Linked DNA regions of Mus musculus: all the other regions are linked to region 2. A link is a contact called in public promoter capture Hi-C data. All regions are on one chromosome and are shown on one strand. Each heading gives the region's core, a stretch centred on a gene start, on an enhancer-like site or on the middle of the called end of the contact. The rest is flanking DNA. Distances are from core to core; before and after follow the strand shown.

Region 1 (2,971 bases), core at 72-2,571, 610 kb before region 2:
TTTCCTTTTCCTTTTCCTTTTCCTTTTCCTTTTCCTTTTCCTTTTCCTTTTCCTTTTCCTTTTCCTTTTCCTTTTCCTTTTCCTTTTCCTTTCCTTCCTTCCTTCCTTCCTTCTTTCTTTCTTTCTTTTTTTAGAAAGATTGTGCTGGCCTAAGAACTCGAGTGATCCTCCTGTCTCTACCTCCTGAATCGCAGTATTACAGACATGGGCCTAGCCCCCTGCTCCCAAACTCTTGCTTCATGTAGGTGCAAAATGAGAGAATGTATCAGAGGAATTAAATTTTTTTAAAAAATGATTTTATGTGTGAGACTGTTTTGTCTGCATGTATGTATGTGTACCACCTATGAAGTTCCCGCAGAATACAGAAGAGGGTGTCAGATCCCCTGAAACTCAAGTTACTTATGGTTCTGAGCGATCGTGTCATGGCTGGGAGTCAAACCTGGGTCTTCTGAAAGGGCAGCCAGAGTGCTCTTAATCACTGAGCCATCTCTCCAGCCCAGAATTAACTTTCTTTCTTTCTTTCTTTCTTTCTTTCTTTCTTTCTTTCTTTCTTTCTTTCTTTCTTTCTTTCTTTCTTTCTTTCTTTGCACATACCATGTTGAATGTGTTGATTTGGGAGTTAGTTTTCTCTTCTGGCCATGTGTTTCCCAGAGGAGGGGGCTCTGTCTACCTTAGACTTAGGGTCTCACCTGCCCCAGAGGTCTTTAAAACTCTCAGGTTCTTTGCAGAAAACTATTGCTTTTATCCCCATAGTACCTGATATCCCCCACCCTGCTTTTTTTTTTTTTTTTTTTTTGGCAAACACTTTGGGTGAACCTGTGTTGAGCATTTGACATGTATTGCCCCAGTCTGCAAATCATGTGAGAATGTAGGATTATCATTTTTATTTTTTTGCCTGTGAGCAAATTTGAAGAAAGGGTAAAATGGCTTGCGTCTAGTCACAGAACGAGGCTAGCGGAAGTTGGAGAGGAGGGAACCTTTAGCTGGCAAGCTTACACTTCAGTCATCAGCCCATCTCCCTCTCTTCTTCCTCCCAGCAGGGTTTTGCAAATGCTTGCCTTATGCATTTTGTTGCCTGTGGGAATATGAATTATTTAAAGTGAGAAGACTCTAAGATCAGTCCTAGAAAGATGGGAGGCCCTGGAAGTCAATATTTTAAAGATTTCTGAGACTTGAGCTGGGCTTTCCCAAGAAGCTGCCATTCTTTTCTTCCCACAGGAAGGGACCAGAGCTGCTTCTGCCCATTTCGACGTGTTAGCACCTCAGGAAGCCGGCACAGGAAATAGAGGGACCTGCTGAATCTACGTTAAAATTTCTGTAGCGGAAACTACAGAAGAAATGTCAGATACAGAAGAAAACCCCCTAGAAGAATCAAGAGAAAGTGGAGAGATGGAGGAGGAGAAGGAGGAGAAGAAGGAGGAGGAAGAGGAGGAAGAGGAGGGGGAGAAGGAGAAGGAGGAGGAGGAAGAGGAGGAGAAGGGGAAGGAGGAGGAGAAGGAGGAGGAGAAGGAGGAGGGGAAGGAGGAGGAGAAGAAGGAGGAAGAGGAGGAGAAGGGGAAGAAGGAGGAAGAGGAGGAGGAGGAAGAGGAGGGGAAGGGGAAGGAGGAGGAGAAGGAGGAGGAGAAGGAGGAGGAGGAGAAGGAGGAGGAGAAGGAGAAGGAGGAGGAGGAGGAAGAGGAGGGGAAGGGGAAGGAGGAGGAGGAGGAGGGGAAGGAGGAGGAGGAGGAGGAGAAGGAGGAGGAGGAGAAGGAGGAGGAGAAGGAGGAGGAGGAGGAGGAGGAGGAGGAGAAGGAGGAATATAATCCAAGTTTTGAAGAAGATGCTCTGCAGCAGAGCCTAACTGAGGGCTCACTGTCATGGGAGGAGTCTCAGGAGGATGGAGAGGGGCTGGAGGAGTGGGTGGAGAAGGAGGAGCAGAGAGAGGGAGAGGAAGTGAGAGGGGAGGAAGAAAGTGAAGTGAGAGGAAGGGAAGAGGAAGAGGGATGGGAGGAAGAGAAGAGCGGTGAAGAGGAAAAAAGTGAGGAGAGCGAGAGAAGTAAGGAAAGGGGAGGTGAGGAAGAGGGCCAGGAGAAGGAAGAGGCGGAACATGAGGGGGAAAGGGAGGAGGGAAGAGAAGAGGAAGAGAAAGAGAAGAGTGTGGAGCGGGAGGAGGAGGAGGAGGAGGAAGATACTGAGACAACTGAGACAAAAGCTGGACGAGCCAAGGAGGAAAAGAAAGAGAAGCAAAACAAAACAGCCCTGGTGGACAATATTGTCATCAGCCATGAGCCACCCAGGTCAAGCTCCTCCCTGGTGAGTCCTCCCCAAGCTCATCCACCCACTTACTCAGAATCATCCTCCCTGGTGAGTCCTCCCCGAAGCTTGTCCACCCATTTACACTGAATTGTCTGTCGCTTGGTGCTTGGCATGTGCCAGGCTGTGGGAGTACAAAACCAAAGTGAGACAGTCCCGAGGTTGGAGAAACAGCCAGGCCATTAAGAGCCCTAGCTGTTCTTACTGAGGGCTGAATTTTGGGTTCCCAGCACCCATGATGAAATGCCTTATAACTTTAGATCCAGGGAATTAATTCAATGTCCTCTTCTGGACTCCTTGAGCACCTGCACAACACACACACACACCACATAAATACACACATTAAAGAGAAGAGAAAACCATATGCTAAGTTCAGTAATTTTGAGATGCCTAGGAGGGTGGTTTAATCCAGTTTGGAGGCAGGTCAGTCCAAGCTTCCATGAAGTGTGTACCTAACTTGTAAAGGGTCAGTAGGTCAGCTGAAGGTCTTGGGACTGAGTTCCTGTGATATAATAGTGTGAATTTCTCACAGCTTGCTCCCCCCAAGAAAGAACCCAGCCCTGGTCCAAGGACAAGACTCCTAGTGGTGTTTCCAAGAGCCTACTGTGTGGCCTTTGGTGGGTGGGTCTGTTAGGCCAAGAGTTAACCTGAACACAGCCTGGATTCATTTCTTTAGTAT
Region 2 (3,026 bases), core at 477-2,976:
CCTCTTACCACCTTTGGAGACTTGGAGAACAATCAAATCTTTTGCATCTCCTCCCCTCTTTAGCATTTCTGCTAAAGTCTGGCTGAAAGGTATACTGGTCCCACCGAACACAAGTGACCAACTGGCTTATCAGTGACATCTGGGTAGAGATCCCCTCCAGTTTCGTGGATCTCCTTGTCCTCACTGGGGCCCACGGACAGGCTAGGTAGGACCCTAGGACGAAGAGCCATCCGTGACTTTGAGCAGAACTGAGGTGTGTCTGGGTGCATCTGGGACTCAAACTCTGCAGGACTCTGTCTTCTTCAGTCCTGTAAGCTTGGAAGGCTGAGAAGTTTCCACTGTCTGGAAACTCTGCTTTCTGTTCCTCTGAGATTTTCTATGGCTGCACCTCGCAACCAAAACTGCTCACTGCACCACGCCGTTTCTCTAAATTCGATTCTCCGAATCTAGAAGTTCCAAGAAAGCGTAAGCCAAATCTGAAGATGTTACCCTGTTCAACGAACGGCCAAATCGCCTCTCCAGAGAGCACAGGCCTGAGCGGCAATCTCCCTTCTTGTCATAGTAACTTAACGAGATGTGGAAGCCAGATAAGGGGGGCTGCCTGGCTCACTGGGGTCAGCCATTAGCGCCCCTGGAATACTTCTGGTTGTGCTGGGGTCCCCCGTGAGCTCCACACTAGTGCTTCGGTTATTATCGGGTTCACCCAATGTTTTCTTTCGAAGGCAGCGGTTGATACACGTGGAGAAGAAGTTGGGGAAAGATGGGCTGGAGAAATAGTAGACCACAGGGTCCAGCATGCTGTTCATGTAGGTAAAGCTAAGGGTGGTAAAGAAAGCCAGGTCCACCGAGGAGTAGATGTCACAGTTGCGTACGTTATATTTGTAGAGAAGCCAGAAGATGCGGATGCGCACAGCCACACTGGGTAGGAAGCAAATGATGAATACAATAGCCACCACCATGATGAAGTTGATGGCCCTCTTGATCTTGGCATGTCTGTCCATCTGTCTCTGCCTCAGGCTCCAGATGATCCTGCCTGAGCAGAACAAGATGATGGCCAGGGGCAAGAAGAATTCCAAGAGGAACATAGCATCGTGCCACCTGAAGTTGTAACAGATGCTGAAGCTGCTACACAGATATGCCTCGCCATTTTTGGTCATCATGTTTGTATAGAGGAGGTGGACAGTCAGGCCGATGGTGAGACCCCACAAGAAGCAAGAAATGATGGCCGCCGTCCGGTTGGAGATCTTGTTCAAGAAGTGGTGTGGATGGACCACCCGGAAGTAGCGGTCCACAGCCACCACGGTGAGGAAGATGATGCTGCCCTGTCGGTTCATAGCCAACATGAAGAGCATCACACGGCAGGGGATGCCTCCGAACCTCCAGTCCCAGTTATGGACATAGTTGTCCGTCAGGAACGGCAGGCAGATGATCAGGAGAAAGTCAGCCACGGCCAAGTTGAACAAGAAAATCCGGCTGGATTTCCAGGACTTGAGGTGGAAACAGAAAATCCACAAGGCAAGGCCATTGCCCAGGAGTCCGAACACAAATTCCAGCCCCAACACCGGTGGCAAGACCTTGGCGATGTTTTCATCTCGGAACACACAGCAGTTCTTGCCGTTTATCACTAGAAAATGGTCTGACTTGCTCATGAGTGGATCTGGCCAGTCCAGCTTCAGAGTGCCTCACCTAGCGAAGGCTCAAGGCGAGTGTGTGTCTGTGTGGTGAACGTGTGGTTCAGCCCTCGGCTTTATGTCATGTCAGGGTGTTGAAAGAGATGACTGAATGGTTACCAGGAAACTACGAAATCATTTAAAAAAAAAAAAGGCTAGCAAGGCTCTTATGCAACTTACTGTTTGCATAAACAAGTAATAAAAAAAAAGTCCCCTGGGCAGACGGGAACCCACAAATTTTTCTAAACGTAAAGGATAAGTTTAGGCAAGCCGACTGTCAGAGGTGGACGAGTCAGATCTGAGGGCATTCCTTCTGAAGGCTGCAGGCATGCATGCTGGCTAGGTGATTGGCCTCGGAGAATCCATTCACTGCAATTTGCTTAGCTGACAATAATTAATAAATTAACAAGGGCAGTAACCATGCACTGTGCTAAAAGAACAGTCAGGCTTTCCAGGAGCAGTAAGAGTTCGTGTGAAATTCTACTATGCATTGGTAATGTGGATACGGTTTCCTCTGTCTGTCTGTCTGTCTGTCTCTGTCTCCCCCACCTCCTTGTTTTCTTTCTAGGATTTATTTTTATTTTTGCATGCCTGTCTATGTGGCTATGTACATACAACAACAGCCCCAGAGGCTATTGGATGCCCTGGAGCTAGAGTTATAAGACAGTTGTCATCCACCCCAATGTGGGGATAGGGAGCTTAATGCAGGTCCTCTGCAGGAGCAGCGGGTGCTCCTAACCCCCAACTCAGTTCTCTAGCGCCGTGCTCTTTTTCCTTTTTTCCTTCCTCTCAGATAGATGTCTCCTCTTGTTACGTCTCCCAAGCTGGCTTCTCCATCTTCCTGCTTCTTCTTCCCGAGTGCTGGGATTGCAGACACAGCGCCTGGATGTGTGGTATTCGTAGAAATGGCTCTGATTTCAAGCCTCAAGAGGGTGCAGAAAGATAACATTTCCTTTCTCTCTCTTTTTTTTAAAGTGTGATTAAGTGTCATCTTACAGAGTATCTACCATTGACTATCTACTTTGAGTTTGAAATTAGAAATTGGAAATTTGCCAGGTGGTAGTGGTGCATACCTTTAATCCCAGTACTCGGCAGGCGAAAGCAGGTAGATCTCTGAATTTACCTGCTCTACAGATCGAGTTCCAAGACAGCCAGGGCTAGACAGAGAAACTGTCTCAAAAAAAAAAAAAAAAAAAAAAAAAAAGAGGAAATGTGTCCCTTTAGCTGCCTACCCAAATCCTCAATGGCATTTGACGGACCTTGTAGTCTAGACTCAGGGTGACCTGATCTTGGATCCTATAGGATCAGGATACTTCATGGAGACTGTGACAATGAAGATGACAACTTTGAGATTGG
Region 3 (2,700 bases), core at 121-2,620, 880 kb before region 2:
GAAGCCACGGACGCTGACAATTTCCTCCACGTCCGACAAGTCTTCGTTCTCGTCGTATCTCTGGCGGTCAATCGCACGCTGCGGGGACCCAACCAGAGAACCCCGGACATTACTGAGAGGACTTGGGGGGGTCTCCTCTCACCCTGGGCCCACCAAGAACAGGTGCAAGAGTCGCGCGCCCACTGCACCCCAGCATTGCAATCTGAGCAACTTTGCGCAAATGCCAAAGATGCTGGAAAGCAGAAAAAGGGGCTCACACCCCCAAGGCCCGACTGCCCTTAAACGAAGCAATCCCTTCTTGCATCTTTGGAAGCTATGGAAATGGTATTTGGGGGCTTTCCTCTGCCCCCACGCCAAGTGATGTGCTAAGCTTTGCCCACTCGACTGGGAGCCTGGTTATGTAACCCCTGAAGGGGGCTCCGGGTATGAGCTGGCGGGGCAGATGTAGGCCCCGAGAGAAGCCGCTGCAGCAACCGGCTCCGCGGTAACAGCAGCCCTGGCGGCCACGGCGGCCAACCCGGGAAGCCGGAACCCAGGGCCGGCGGCATTACTAAGGCTGGAGCTGCTCCCGAGCTACAGAAAAGCTGGAAAGCTGAAACGGAAGGGTTGAGACCCTAACGGCCCCCGCCGACCGACCGCTAGTGCAAGAAGAGGAGGGGAGGGGAGGAGGTTAAGAATGTGGGGGGAGAGAGGCAGCCAGCCCACCACAAAGCTTCTATCAGAGACCCCAAAACGCACCAGCAGCTGCCTCATCTCCCCACGAGCGCGCGCGCACACTCACTTCCTAAGGAGACTCCCCCACCACTCCCCGCATCCTTCTTCCTCCTCCCTCCGCCGCTCAGCACCGAGCCCCGCAGCCCCCCAGATCCCAGGCGAACCCCGAGCCCGCTCAGTCCCTTCCACGCCTTTCGGCGTTGCCTCCTCCCCACTTAAGTGTCTGAGACCCTGAGCCTCACAAGAGACTGGAGGAGTAAGCTGCTTGCTTCCTTTTGCATGCAATTTATTATTTTTTTCCGGTCCTCTTGCAAAATACAGAAAAGGAAAGAAAAGGCAGCAAGAAACAACCAAAAAAATAAATAGATAGATAAATCGATCATATACCAGATACAGATTTGGGGGAGAAAAAAAAAGCTACACACCAATCTTCTTCCAGAGTCTTTCTCTGCCTCCATTTTTTTAGGAGAGTTCACCAATTAATTGTCAACACTCCTGCCCCCTGCATTTTGGCGGAGGGGGAAAGGAGGGAAGACCAAAGAAAAGAAAGCAAAAAAATAAATAAATAGAGCAAGCCAGAGCCGATATCTACAAAGTTTTGCACCAACACTTAAGCAGATCCGTTTGCAAAGTCCTAGGAAACCATTTTCAGCAGTTGTGGGGGGGGAGGCGTCGACGTCATAATCCCCGGAACGTAAACATTGTTGCCGATCGCGCTCGGAGCTTGCGGCTAGGCTAGTTGGGGAAAGGGGGGGCTCGGGTTGGGGGTGTCGGGGACCGCAGCCGTAGGAGGTGTGGGGCCAGAAGGGAGCCTGGGACGCACCGGGCGCTGTTAGCGCCTTGGCATCGCTGTTTTGTTGTTGGGTCACGAGTGCGCCTCTGCACGCAGGCGCCGCCGCCGCCCGGGAGCTGACTTTTGGAGGGCTGAGTTGCAGGCGGCGGGCGCATCCCAGAGATGGCGGGGCAGGGAGGGAGGGAAAGAGAGGAGGGGGTGGGGAGGGAGGTGCAGATTTGCACGGATGGCCTCAGCGGGAGGCGCGGAAATGCTAGCCAAGCCTGCTGGCGTGAAAGCCCCCGGGGCCTGGCACCCCCCAAAACGACCCCCCACCTCTGCCCCTGCCCCCTCTTGCTTGGGTTACGCAGGGCTGTCCCTCTCTTCCTTCACCCACCTTTCCTCATTACCTATGCTGGCGACCTAAATTCAAAGTATTTTGTATGTGTGATTTCTTTTTCTGTTTTGCTTTTCTACTGCATGCCTGGGGGGAGGGGCCAGCCTGTCCAGACCCTTATCCATTTGCGAACCTGCCATATGGAGGAGGCATCTGAGGGGCTCAGAAAGAAATTACCTCAGCACTGTATCTGTACAGACTGCATAACTTTTAAACTCCCGGGGCTGAAATAATAATATGGAGACACACGCACAGGTACAGGAAATACAGCCAGTCCACAGCCTTTTCAGACTGCAGCTGACCGGAAGAAAGCCTTTGGTTCATTCATTCGGATAGCCTCGGTAGTACAGCCCTGAAATAGAAGTTGGGCTTTTAAAGAGAAAGGAAAAAAAGTCTCTACACTCGCTGAGAAGAGATAAATCGATACACAGGAGGGAATAGAGAATCGGATTCAGCGTCTCTAATGCAGGCAGGCAAAAGGTAAGCCTCTCTCGTGTGGCAGTTTAAGAGAAAAGTGGTGGTTGTTTGTGGCTTTCTGGGGTACAGCAACCTTGATTGATCCATATTGTTTCTCAGCGGAGAAGGGGGGCAGCCTTTGTGAATATTCCTGGAGTAGCAGATCCCCAATGTTCCTCCGTCTTTTAAGTAGTGCTTGTGACTGCTTCCAGAATTGACTGACCCTCAGTGGTCCTGGAATTCCTTTAAGTTGAGAGAAATGCTGGCCCTAAACTTTGTTTCCCTCCGGGCCTCTTCCTTTCTTGCAAGGGCCTAATGACAGCATCACAAGGATGTTCTGAGAGACCTCCCAGGTGACGCT

What was found. Promoter capture Hi-C pulls out the DNA fragments that hold promoters and counts their contacts. Capture Hi-C pulls out chosen DNA fragments and counts their contacts.
Region 1: a promoter capture Hi-C map of pancreatic islet shows a contact between it and region 2. The contact joins the promoter of Wdr66 here to the promoter of Hcar2 in region 2. A contact is called at or near these places in 2 of 9 other capture datasets (liver and pancreatic islet).
Region 3: a promoter capture Hi-C map of liver shows a contact between it and region 2, with 4 times the contacts expected there. The contact joins the promoter of Kdm2b here to the promoter of Hcar2 in region 2. A contact is called at or near these places in 3 of 39 promoter capture datasets (hippocampal neurons and liver).

Annotation. Positions count from the first base shown.
Region 1 is chr5:123,252,467-123,255,437 of GRCm38.p6, forward strand. Wdr66 (WD repeat domain 66) reads left to right here and starts at 1,322. Exons shown (of 21, transcript NM_001370840.1): 1 at 1,322-2,292. The coding sequence starts at 1,339.
Region 2 is chr5:123,863,790-123,866,815 of GRCm38.p6, forward strand. Hcar2 (hydroxycarboxylic acid receptor 2) reads right to left here and starts at 1,727. Exons shown (of 1, transcript NM_030701.3): 1 at 1-1,727. The coding sequence starts at 1,649. The coding sequence ends at 567.
Region 3 is chr5:122,987,729-122,990,428 of GRCm38.p6, forward strand. It overlaps Kdm2b (lysine (K)-specific demethylase 2B), which reads right to left and starts at 1,371. Exons shown (of 23, transcript NM_001003953.2): 1 at 1,140-1,371; 2 at 1-78. The coding sequence starts at 1,172. It overlaps A930024E05Rik (RIKEN cDNA A930024E05 gene), which reads left to right and starts at 1,626. Exons shown (of 3, transcript NR_045820.1): 1 at 1,626-2,363.